Linked DNA regions of Mus musculus: regions 1 and 2 are each linked to region 3. Evidence: chromatin contacts called from public promoter capture Hi-C and targeted proximity ligation data. All regions are on one chromosome and are shown on one strand. The core of a region is the stretch at or near the end of the contact, and the rest is flanking DNA. Distances in the headings are between cores, read along the strand shown. Region 1 holds the start of Peli3 (pellino 3). Region 2 holds the start of Rbm14 (RNA binding motif protein 14). Region 3 holds the start of Rasgrp2 (RAS, guanyl releasing protein 2).

Region 1 (3,706 bases), core at 674-3,173, 1.5 Mb after region 3:
TTCAAATGTTATCCCCTTTCCTAGTTTCCCTCCCGAAAATCCCCTATCCCTTCCTCCCACCCCCTGCTCACTAACCCACCCACTCCCACTCCCTGGACCAAGCATTCCCCTATACTGGGACAGGACCAAGGGCCTCTCCTCCCATTGATGACCGACTAGGCCATCCTCTGCTACATATGCAGCTAGAGCCATGAGTCTCTCCGTGTGTTTTCTTTGATTGGTGGTTTAGTCTCAGGGAGCTCTGAGGTTACCAGTTAGTTCATATTGTTGTTCCTCCTATAGGGCTGCAAACCCTTTCAGCTCCTTGGGTACCTCATCTAGCTCCTTCATTGGGGACCCTGTGCTCTGTCTAATGGATGACTGTGAGCATCTACTTCTGTATTAGCCAGGCACTGGCAGAACCTCTCAGGAAACAGCTATATATCAGACTCCTATCAGCAAGCTCTTCTTGGCATCTGCAATAGTGTCTGGGTTTGGTAGTTGCACAACTGAGTCCATCTCTAGTTCATGGCAGCTTTCAAAGTCAGGAGTTCATCAGGTTTGGCGGCCCTTGCTTTTAACTCCAGCTTTTTGGAGGCTAGTCTGATGATGTACATGGTGAGCTCCAGGCCATTCAGGGGTATACAGTGAGACTCTCAAAACTAACAAACAAGCAAACAAAGTAAGGGGACTAGAGATGGCTCAGTGGCTAAGTGCAATGGCTGCTTGCTCTTTCAGAGAGCCTGGGTTTTTATTATTATTATTATTATTATTATTATTATTATTATTATTAGACAGGGTTTCTCTGTATAGTCCTGGCTGTCCTGTAACTCACTCTGTAGACCAGGCTGGCCTTGAACTCAGAAATCCGCCTGCCTCTGCCTCCCAAGTGCTGGGATTAAAGGCTTGCGCCACCACTGCCCAGCTCTGGGTTTGATACTTAGCACTGGCATGGTGGCTCACAACTGTTTGTAACTCCAGTCCCAGAGAATTCGAGTTTCTGGCCTCTGTTGGCACCAGGTAGGCATACAAGTGGTGCACAACCATACACGGAAGCAAAATACTCATATACATGAAAATAGATTTAATATAAAAAAAATAATGAGTCGTTCAAGGGCTGGAGATGTTGGTAAGTGGTAAAGTGTTTATCAAGGTGTATGAAGCCATGGGCCAGATCCTCTCTTGGTTCCTTTGTAGCAAGCCATTTCTGTAAATCTGTTTTGTGGCATCGGGGACAGGGGTGACAGGCCACAATTATCGTACCCGCCTTCCAAGGATTACAGGACTTAATTTGCCCAAATTCAACCCAGAGAGCCTGGTACTGACAGAAGAAAGCCTGTGGCCCTGAGGGACCGAGCACCCCAAAGTGGGCTTTCCTTTGAGGCTTTGCAAAGGATAGAAGCATGCTGTTGGGAGGGGAGGTCAGTGATTCATGTCTCTGGACACCAAGGAGGCCAGAGCTCACTGATTGTTGCACAGAGAGAAAGTGGTCGCGCTGAACTGAAAGACAGATCTGCACTCGAGACAACCGCAGTGGCTTTCCTCAGCCTCCACGGGTGATGCACCTTCCTCCGCCTCTTCTAGTAGTTTCCTTCCCTCTGTTTGCTCTGGGCTTCTCTGTAATTCCGAGATTTCCCCATAAAGGAGGCGGGGTCTTGGAGCAGCGGGTGGGCAGTCGCTAGTCTTAGGTTGGGAAAAGGAGCCTCTAGATTACTGTGTGAAAGGAGGCTCCGGTCTCGGGGAGAACCTAGAAGACCCCAGAATGAGGGTGAGGTGTCCGGAGCCTGGAATAAGAGAGGGGTCTTGTAGACAACCTCTTTGGCTTCCCAGACTACAGCCAGGCTTAAGCCGCAGGAGGCGGAGCCTCGGGGTAAGGTGGGGCCTCTAGGGGCGGAGCCGGGGCGGGGCGTGGGGCAAGGGGTGGGGCGTGGAGGTTTGTGTGCACATCCCTCCCTCCTCCGGGCCTCGGGTGTCCCCGTGACGAGGCTGCACCGAGCAGCCGCGGGCCGGGCCCATCCCGCCGCGGCAGTCCCGGGGCGCAGTAGAGGTGAGGCGGGTGGGGGCCAGCAGCACACAGAGAGCCCCAGAACGCCGCCAGGTGAGGCTGGCGAGGTGGGGGGCGGGGGGCTGTGTTGGGCGTGCGTTGGGGGCGTGTTTGAGTATCTGGGGGTGGCGGGGTTAAGAGAGCGGGTCTGAGGGCTGGCGCCTGTGGCTGTTAGCGCGGAGGCGCGTCTCTGCCGTAGGAGTTCTTGGGTATGCTGTGCCAGTCTAGGCACTGCCCGCGGGACTGACAGCGTGCGCGCGCGTATTTGTGAGGGGCCGCCTGGTGTGTATCTGCGTATGCTGTCATTGTGCCCTTCCCGAGCACGGGGTGCAGGCCTGCCTCTGCGCAGACCTTCCAACGTTGGGGCTGTTAACAGCCTGCGGGCGACTGACTCTGCTGCAGGAGGTGCCCGACTGGGGAGCGCCGCCCCCACAGGCCTCCAGAGACCTAAGCGGCCTGAGGACCACAGACAGACACCTGAGGGAGGGAGGGATCTGGAGGCCTGCCTGCATTGCCAGGCTAAGATAGGGAGACTGAGTCAGGTGGGTGGTAAGACAAAGGCAGACAGATAGAGGAAGGATAGAAGTAGGGACCGGAGTGGGGCGAGAACAGGCAGAAAAGGACGTGCTGGGAGGACAGAGAGTCATTGAGAACAGACAGACTGACAGAGGCCTAGACCTGCTGCAAAAAGGGCAATAAGATTAGAATGAAGACAGACACCCAAGAACCTGACAGAGAGCTTAACTGAGGTCTTGGGGTTAAGAGCTTAAGCCAGGAATTAAGTCTGAGTCTAGAGGTCTCTTAAGTCCTGGCTGCCCCTCTGCCAAACACATTCCATCCAAAGTTGGTATATTGCTCTAACCGACCAAACACTCTGACTCTGATTTTGCCATTTGTTTCTTGGTCTTGTCTCACCAGTCTCCCTCCTTGGTATCCCAGCAACCTCACCATTTGGGGGAAAGGAAGTAGTTATAATAACAAGTGTTGACGGACCATTCTTGCCTTGTGTCTAGCCAGAGCCTGAGAGGAGCTGGGGTGGGAAGTTGCAAGGTTCTTTTCTCTTCTCCCACTGTGCTCAGAATGGTGCTGGAAGGAAACCCTGACGTGGGATCCCCCCGGACCTCAGACCTCCAGCACCCGGGGAGCCAGGGCTCTTGCATCCTGTCTTGTCCTGGTGAAGAAGCACTGGCAGGCGAGGAGCCCATCAAGTATGGTGAACTCATCGTTCTGGGGTGAGCCTCCCTAGTCCAGGAGTGATGTGCTTGGGTAACTGTCCCTCAGGTCAGCCAAGATAACAGTGTGCACCGGCTGCTCTCCCAGGACTCTCTGCTTCTTGCCACTTTCCCAGAAGAAGAGCAAAAGTGATCAAACCCATTTCTGTTGTTTTGTTTTGGAGACAGGGTTTCTCATAGCCTTGGCCTGGAACTTGATGAGTAGACCAGGGTAGCCTTGAACTCGGAGATCCACCTGTCTCTGCCTCCCAAGTACTGGGATTAGAGGTATACACCACAACCAGCAGCCGGAGGCAATTCTTAAAGCTGCTCACCACAGTTTGTAATCAGCTAAGAAAAAGAATAGCAAAAAAAGAGTCTGTAAAGCACCTACTGTGTGTAAGTGTGGGATAAAGAATTCTGATTCTGCACAAAAGGTTCCAATTCTACTTCAGCAAGTTGTCAAACTTTC
Region 2 (4,229 bases), core at 367-2,866, 1.6 Mb after region 3:
ACAGCTCACTAACATCAGGATCTGACGCCCTCTTCTGGCTTCCGCAGGCACTGCATGCACGTGGTATATGAATACATACAGGCAAACATTCATACACACAAAACATTAAAAGAAAGCCGCCAAGACTCAAGAGACCTCTCCCCAAGGTTATTTGTTTATTTGACATAGGGTCTCACATATCCCAGGCAATTTGGGATGACTTTCAACTTCTGACCCTTAAAGCTGTGAGTACAGCAGTGGGCTGCTTTGTTCTGTTCTTTTGAAATTTTTTTAGTTTTGTTTGTTTGTTTTTGAGACAGGGTTTCTCTGTGCAGTCCTGGAACTCACTCTGTAGACCAGGCTGGCCTCGAACTCAGAAATCTGCCTGCCTCTGCCTCCCAAGTGCTGGGATTACAGGGATGGCTTAAATTTTTTTAAAAGATTTATTTATTATTATATCTAAGTATACTGTAGCTGTCTTCAGATGCACCAGAAGAGGGCGACAGATCTTACTATGGATGGTTGTGAGCCACCATGTGGTTGCTGGGATTTGAACTCAGGACCTTTGGAAGAGCAGTCGGTGCTCTTAACCACTGAGCCATCTCTCCAGCCTTTTTTAAATTTAACGTTATTTTATGTGTGTGGGTGTTTTGCTTGTTTCTCTGCGTACCACAGATGTGCAATGGCCAGTTCTCTTGGAACTGGAATTAGCTGGTTTGTAAGCCCTCATGTTGGTGCTGGGAATCGAACTCAAGTTTTCTGGAAAAGCAGCAAGCTCTCTTACCAGTGAGCAGCCCCTCTAAGTTTTTGCTGTTTTTTTAAAGACAGGGTCTCTCTATATCCTTGCCTATCCTGGATCTCACTATGTAGACCAGGCTGGCCTCGAACAAATTTCTTTCGATTTTGCTTCCTGGTTGCTGGGATTAAAAGGGTGCCCACCACTCCTGGCCCCCTCCTCATATATTTTTAAGATCCAACTTTTGGCTTCCTCAGGATTACTGATCTTCTACTTTATGGAACATAATACTGTGATAAACTTCATGCATACAATAAATGGTCATCATCGTAATTCTCGAAATTCCATCAGGTTGAGACAGACAGACGCTCAATATTCACTGTCTGCAAAATCCTCCAGAGCTCAAGCAACCCCAAGTAATGTGCTTGCAAAGAAAGAGTTACAGTCCCTTCCTACTCCAAGCATATAGTGTCGGGGGCCAATCCCAGACTAAAAGGGGTTTGTCCTGGTTTCTCCTCCGGGCGCGGCCTTACCGCAGACGCTGAGGCTGCCATCACAACACCCAGGGTTTGGCTGCGGCAGCTCAAACGGAGGAGCCCGGACTTCCCTAAAGAACAAAGTTTTCCTTGGGGCCCCGCCGGGACGCCACACCCTGGCCGGAGGTAGCTCTTCTGACTAGGCCTCTGCGGACTCGGCCGGAGCGCGCTTCCCCGTCCCCAGCCCTCCTTTCCCCTCCCCCCGAAGGTGGCGGTTGGTCGCGCGCCTCTATGCTTTTTCCACCCCCTCCGTTAACAAGGGGCTCCAGGCCCTCTGGGATTGGCTGCGTCAAAGGACATCTGCTCTCAACCTGTTTGATTGGCTGCTATCCGCGCGCGATGCCGCCTCCAATTGGTTAGGTTAGAGCGCCTGCGCGGCGGGGTTCTCGGTCGCCAGCCATTCCTGTGGAGGACTGCGGGTCGTTCGGACGTTTTGCCTGTCGCTGTAGGAGAGGTCCTGTCTCTCCGAGAAGGCGGTTGCGGCGGCAAAATGAAGATTTTTGTGGGCAATGTCGATGGGGCGGATACGACACCGGAGGAGTTGGCAGCTCTCTTCGCGCCCTATGGCACGGTCATGAGCTGCGCCGTCATGAAACAGTTTGCCTTCGTGCACATGCGCGAGAACGCTGGCGCGGTGCGCGCCATCGAGGCCCTGCATGGCCACGAGCTGCGTCCAGGTCGCGCGCTCGTGGTGGAGATGTCGCGCCCGAGGCCCCTGAACACTTGGAAGATTTTCGTGGGCAATGTATCGGCTGCATGTACAAGTCAGGAATTGCGCAGCCTCTTCGAGCGCCGTGGACGCGTCATCGAGTGTGACGTGGTAAAAGGTAACGCGGGAGCGCGCTCGGGAGGGGACACGCGCGGTGCTCTCTGCCTCTTAGCCACGCCCCTCACTCTGGGGTTGGTCCTCAGGGTTGGGAATGATGGGGAAGTGTGCAGGAGCGGGGCCTAAGGTGCTGGGGGCGAGTTGGGTAGAGCCACCCTTCTCCCCTGCGGTCCCAGCAACATTCATCAAGTGGGAGGAGTCGGTTCCGGGCGGGTGCAGTGGCCACTGCAAGCCGAAGCCTCGGGGCTGGGGACGCGCCAGAGATTTGCGAGTGTGCGGGGTTGGGAGGAGGCGCCTTTTCCTGGTTGCATGAGCCTGGCACCAAAATGAAATGGAAAGGGAAGGGCACCAACCGGATTATGGAGCGGTGAAAAGAGTTCGCCACTTCCCCACTTCCTCTCCAGAATTTGGTCAGATCGAGGGAAAAGGGAAAAGGTTGGGTTGAAGCCCCAAGGCCGCTCTGGCGTTCCTTCCCGATGCTTCCCGGAAGGTAGCGGGCCCTTGGTTTCTCGGGTTCGGGCTTTTTTAGTATTGTCTGGAATGAATCTGCTTGTGGGCATGGGAGGGGCCTTTTCGGAACCCCTTTGACCTTTCAGTATTCGATGGGTTAGCCTTGGCGGTTTTGTGCTTTTTAATTCTTTTCCTCCACCCTCCACTTTGTGTTGGGTTTTACAACTTAACAAGTGGAAGCCCCGGTTTTCTGCGTTATTTTTGCATGTGAAAGGGGGCTATTAAGCCTCTCCCTCGTTAGCCTTTTACTTGCTAAGCTGGTGCCTCCGGGCACAGATGTTTATTAGCTTGGTGAGATTGCAAAGGGGAATACTCTGGCTGGGGGGGGGGGGGGTGTTGAGAGGGGCGTGTGAGATTTCTATTAAACTTGGTTTTAACACCATTTATTTAGTTAGTACTTTTTATTGCTTGAATAATTCTTAGGACAGCTTGCTAGTTTGCTATTTCCTTTGAGGAAATGTCTTTTTCAGACCCTGTTGATTTTCATATGTTGGGGTTTTATCTCTTTATCTTTCAAATACCTGCTTTTTTTATGTTGGCAAGATTTTATGAGACACCCAGACCGATGTGGGTTTCACTGATGAGAGTTAACTTTGCCCTGTCATTTTCAACAGTGCACCCTGGGAGTGAGGCCTTGTTTATTCCCTAGTTGTGCTGTTGTTGGATTCATATCTGCTTGTGCCTTGTAAGGAATTTTGAGGACAGGAACTACATGTGGGTATAGGTGCTTGCTCATTCTCATCAAGGGTTCATTTGCTGTTCTGGAAAGTCACAACTTTGGGCCATTCCTTGTCTTTTCAAAGAGGGGGGTGAAGGGTCATAGGATGTGCATTTATAGGAACGAAATGTTTGTTCTGTCTAATACTGCATTCTGTTTCCTTCAATTCAGGTTATATCTGGAATCTGACTTTACTGCAAACTTTAAGCAGGCTGTGTGATTTATGGGTTTTTGCTTCTGTTTAGTGTAAACGAGTGGGAAAGGTCTCAGTTTGGGTACTTGGTCAGCAAATGCATGGGATGTATGAGTTTTTATGAGAGTCTCAATTGACCTATCTAGTTTTTTTTTTGTAGTTCTTAGGTAGTCTGGATGGTAGAGTGGGAGTAGAATTCAGTACCTGAGGGGGACAGACTCCTTTGGAATTTGTATGGTTCAATAAGCTTTTTCTCTGATGGTAGGCCAGAAATTTGCTTGAATTTGTTTGGGACTGGCAGTCAGTGACTGTGGTGGTTGGGATGTAGAACTAGATTCTCTGTGAGAGAAGGTTTGTGCATTTCTTTCCTTTTGAAAACATATTTATAGCAGAACTACACTCTAGGCTGATATGACACAGACTCTATCCTTTGCTGTAAGAGATTTGGTGAGATTTGAACGTACTTCTACTGATGCCGGTACCTCAGTTGGGGTGACAGGCTTTCAGGATGGAGGTGGAGTAGAAGAGCAGCTCTGATGCTATCAGTAGCTTGCTCCTCGTGGGAGGGGCTGAGGCTTCCAGGGCTTGAAAAGTGCAGAAGCTTGATCTTAAATCGATGGCCAGCTCTGGAATATTTCACAGGAACAAACAATCATAGTAGTTTGGTTGGTTACTTGGGCTTTGGTATGATTTGTAGAACAAAATCTCCATAGCAGCAATGATAACTATTC
Region 3 (3,749 bases), core at 753-3,252:
AGGTATGTACCAGGGGTGCATCATGAGAAACATGCGCACTAGCTGTGGATCTCGCACCTTTCCGGAGTCATCTGCTCCAAAAGTCCAAAAGAAGCCAGCTGACCCTTGGTCCGGAGGCACAGATGCCTAGTCTGCAGTCTGGTGACAGGTCCCTGGGTCTGCACTCCGGACCTCACCCACCTACTGCATTTCCCAACACTCCAAAGCCAGGAGTGAAAATTGAGAAATAAGTCTGGGTGGATGAGGGGTACCACAGGATCCAAAGGCTGGAGGAGGAGAGCTTGGACCAAGCCCGTCGTCAGGAGGGGAACCAGCTGGAGCGGAAGGAGCCTGGGTTCCCCGGGGTCAAGAATCCAGAGGTCATTTCCTGAGTGTTGGGGGAAGGGGCACCCCTTTCACCCGATAAACCAACCCCCATCTGCCGGAAACAGTTCCCAGGCTAGAGATAGAGAGTTCCTCCGGATCCCCCAGGGAGACAGATAATGCCCCTCCCAGGTCAGTGTTGGGACCCTGGGGCCCCTTCCTTGACGTCTGTACAAGGGGTACATTGGGGTACTTCTCCGCAAAATCAAGGAGCTTTTCTTAAGAAGACTTCAAAATAGGAGCCTGGGTAGGTTCTGGCCTAGAGTCTGGTTCAGGGTCCAGCTGGGTGTGACCCCTCGTGCTGCATGCAACTCACCAAACGCTTCGATGCAACCACGGAGCAGCTCCTCCACGGTGCAGCCCTTGTCCAGGTCCAGAGTGCTCGTCATGGCTGCCGGTGCCAGTAGGCTAGACCCAAGCTACACTCTCAGAGCCTCCCACGGTGCTCAATTCGGACCCCTGTCCTGGGAGAAGTGGGAGTCAGCAGAGGCGCGGGAGGTGGGGGGAGCGGCTCGGCGCGTAGGAACGGGGCGGAGTGGGCACGCCCCCTGCTGGGCATGGGCGGAGTTGCCTGCCGTTGCCCCTCTAGGGTTAAACGGTCCTGCCCCGGGATGGTGCAACTCGCTAGTTGGGAAATGGACTAGCTGAGAGGCTTCCGGCCCACCCGCGGAGTCGCGGGAGGTTAGAAGGGTTCTACGAGAATAAGGGACGAGCCAGGACCCCAGGGGTTAGTTAGTGCCCCAAGCCTCCTGGCGGGCCCTCCTCTCCTTGCATTTGCTCCCCACAGGCACCTGCAACACCCCACAGCTTGACTCTGCACTCCTCCCGCTTCCCCTCCCTTCACAGCCTCCCTTCCCCCGCAGGGTTATTTTGGGAACCCAGTGCCTGAGGGGACCTCGGAGGAATTTCTCCCTGGGATGGAAGGAGGGAGGAGGGAACCCAGGAGTCCTGCCTACATCTCCCCCTCCTGGGCTCCCCGAGTGGGAGGCGGGGCCGTAGCATCCCCCAGGGGCCTGCCCTTGGGGAGGAGGGCTAGAGAGAAGAACATTCCTGGGGCGGGGGGTGGGAGGGGTAGCCCACTGCGGTTGGGAGATGTCAGTGGGAAGCCAAAGCCTGGGAACCGCGGACTCCCAACCCACAAGTACTAAGGTCCCAGGAGTCCGGTCCTAGCCCTTCCAGAATTGCCATATATCTTCCCAACCTGGGCTCCCGCCTTCCCACCCACCCTGCTGCATAGTTAAATTGTGCGTGAGAGCACCGAGTAGGGAGCCCAGAAGGGGCCGCTAGCGCCATGGCCTGCATGACACCATTAATAATCCTGGTCATCAGTGGGGACTATAAAAGCACCCATGCAGGAACAAACACCTATTCTCTAGACTAGGTATTTGCCGAAGGCCAATGACCTACATTAAGTGCAAGAAGACCCTTTTCACACACACCAGGGTCATAGACACCTCCCGTCCTAATCACACACAATGGCACCCACATCCCATGCACACCTGCAATGAAAATCCTCAGCCACACATACCCAAGTCCTTTACTTCAGAATGCAAACCTGAATGCAGTTCACCTCCCAGACCTTCTGTTCACTTGAACCAGCTCAGCCTCTGATCTCTCGATCACAGTAGCTCTGACATCTGAACACGTGTGCACACACGCAAAGACAGTGCATCTCCACGCATGTACACTCCCACACGCATCCACATACCCCCTGGTTGCGCACACACCCATTCTGCCGCCCCTCCCCCCTCAACCAGGCTCCAGGGCTCGCAGCCCCAAAGCCTGGGGTTCTTTACATTCCTGGATCTCGCCAAAACCTTGTCCCAAGGAAAGGGACCTCGCCCTTACACAGACTCCCCTACATTAGGGAATCCTCCCGAGGACTTCTCAGAGTCGTTCCCTCCTGACTGTTACTTCCTTGCTGGGTGACCTTGAGAATCATTTAGTCTCTCTGAACCTCAATTTTCCCATCTGTCAAATGGGGACTTGCAGGGAAGAGCCTGGTAGATACGTTTCAGGCGAGCACCGGAATGCCTCGAACGCCCCCCTCCTGCGGGTGGCTCTAAGTGCCTCATCCCCTCCGCAAGCTCTGTCCCACCCAGGACCGCAGATTCCCCACCCACCCGCAGTCCCCGCCAGCCTGCCCCTAGGAGATCCCTAGGGGCCGCACCCTCTGTGTCCCACGCCCCACCCGCGCGCGTGCTCGCTCACTCACTCTTGGGACCCGCAGCGCGGACCCCGAACCCTGCCCGGCCAGCGCCACCTCCGTGCGCTCCCGCCCGCCGGCCTCGCTGCGGCTGCGGCTCCCACCCGGTCTCCGCGCCGCGGCCCAGCGCCCTGCCGCCCCGCCCCCTCCCCGCCCCTGCACCCCGCGCCGCGCCTCCTCCACCGGGGACTCCCCCTCTCGCCCCGCGCGCGCCGGGCCCTGAAGCAGATTAACCCCTCCCCTGCCGCCCCAGAGAGTTTAACCGCGGGCGGGGGGCTGCGCCACTGTTGGTGTGGGGACCGCGTGCAGCAGCCCTCCCCCACCGCGACACCCCCGGGCTCTGCGCCCCGCCTGGGTGTCGCACGGAGGAAGCCGGGAGGGGCAGGAAGCGGACTGCGGTGGGGAAGGGGCGCCCCGCCCAGCCCCCCGGTCCGGGTTCCTGTTTTCGAGACAAACCGTTCCCACGGGGTTCACCCTGCCCGGGCCCGGGCGTCTTCCTGCGGGCGGCGGAGGCCCGGGCGTGGTGGAGGTCGCGGGCGTGGGGCTGCGGATCCTTGCGATGGCCTGGGGGAGGGGCTGGGACAGAATGCGAGCTGGTTTTGGTCCAGTGGAGCCTCAAAAAGCCAGGAATGAATGAACGAACACGCGGCTCCCTGGGAACCCAGGTTCGTTGTCTAGAGATGGGGCGAGGGACACCCCACTGGGCAAGAGAGAAAGAGGCGTCTATAAATTGGGTAGGTGCTTTGCAGTTTCGGAACTGGAAGCCTTGGATGCATGGGCCGAGACGAGGAACTTGGGAGGGGCAGCCACAAGCAGTTATGTCCCTCACACCTAGCCTAGGGATAGGTAACAGTTTCCGGCCGTTTAGACTCACTATGAAACCCAGGGCCGCAAAACCCCTTCCGAGGATTGCCCCTCCTTGCCTTGGGCGAGGGAAGCAGTCCTCTGCACTTCAATCTTGGTTTATGTGAGGCTCAGAAGAGGCCCCTTATATACCTCAGTTTCTCCAGAACCGGGAATATACCACTGTTCTCGCCTAAACGATCTGCGAATGCCCTAAGCCCTAACACTCCCCTGGTTTTGAATTTATTTTAGCCACCTGCTAAGAGACCCTAAAACGCCGCAGTGGGGCGGGGCTAGGGGCGGAGCCAAGAAGGCGCCAAGCCTCCTCTAGACCCTC

Evidence for each region. Promoter capture Hi-C pulls out the DNA fragments that hold promoters and counts their contacts.
Region 1: a targeted proximity ligation map of pancreatic cancer cells shows a contact between it and region 3. A contact is called at or near these places in 1 of 39 promoter capture datasets (liver) and 1 of 130 datasets of targeted methods (pancreatic cancer cells).
Region 2: a contact with region 3 is called in a promoter capture Hi-C map of pre-B cells, with 2.6 times the contacts expected there. A contact is called at or near these places in 2 of 39 promoter capture datasets (neutrophils and pre-B cells), 1 of 484 Hi-C or Micro-C datasets (B cells) and 1 of 9 other capture datasets (liver).

What each region holds. Positions count from the first base shown.
Region 1 is chr19:4,941,309-4,945,014 of GRCm38.p6, reverse strand. Peli3 (pellino 3) reads left to right here and starts at 1,923. Exons shown (of 7, transcript NM_172835.3): 1 at 1,923-2,077; 2 at 3,103-3,255. The coding sequence starts at 3,104.
Region 2 is chr19:4,809,021-4,813,249 of GRCm38.p6, reverse strand. It overlaps Rbm14 (RNA binding motif protein 14), which reads left to right and starts at 1,616. Exons shown (of 3, transcript NM_019869.3): 1 at 1,616-2,078. The coding sequence starts at 1,742. Gm21992 (predicted gene 21992) reads left to right here and starts at 1,651. Exons shown (of 3, transcript NR_157185.1): 1 at 1,651-2,078.
Region 3 is chr19:6,398,794-6,402,542 of GRCm38.p6, reverse strand. Rasgrp2 (RAS, guanyl releasing protein 2) reads right to left here and starts at 2,002. Exons shown (of 17, transcript NM_011242.3): 1 at 1,892-2,002; 2 at 680-822; 3 at 1-71. The coding sequence starts at 752.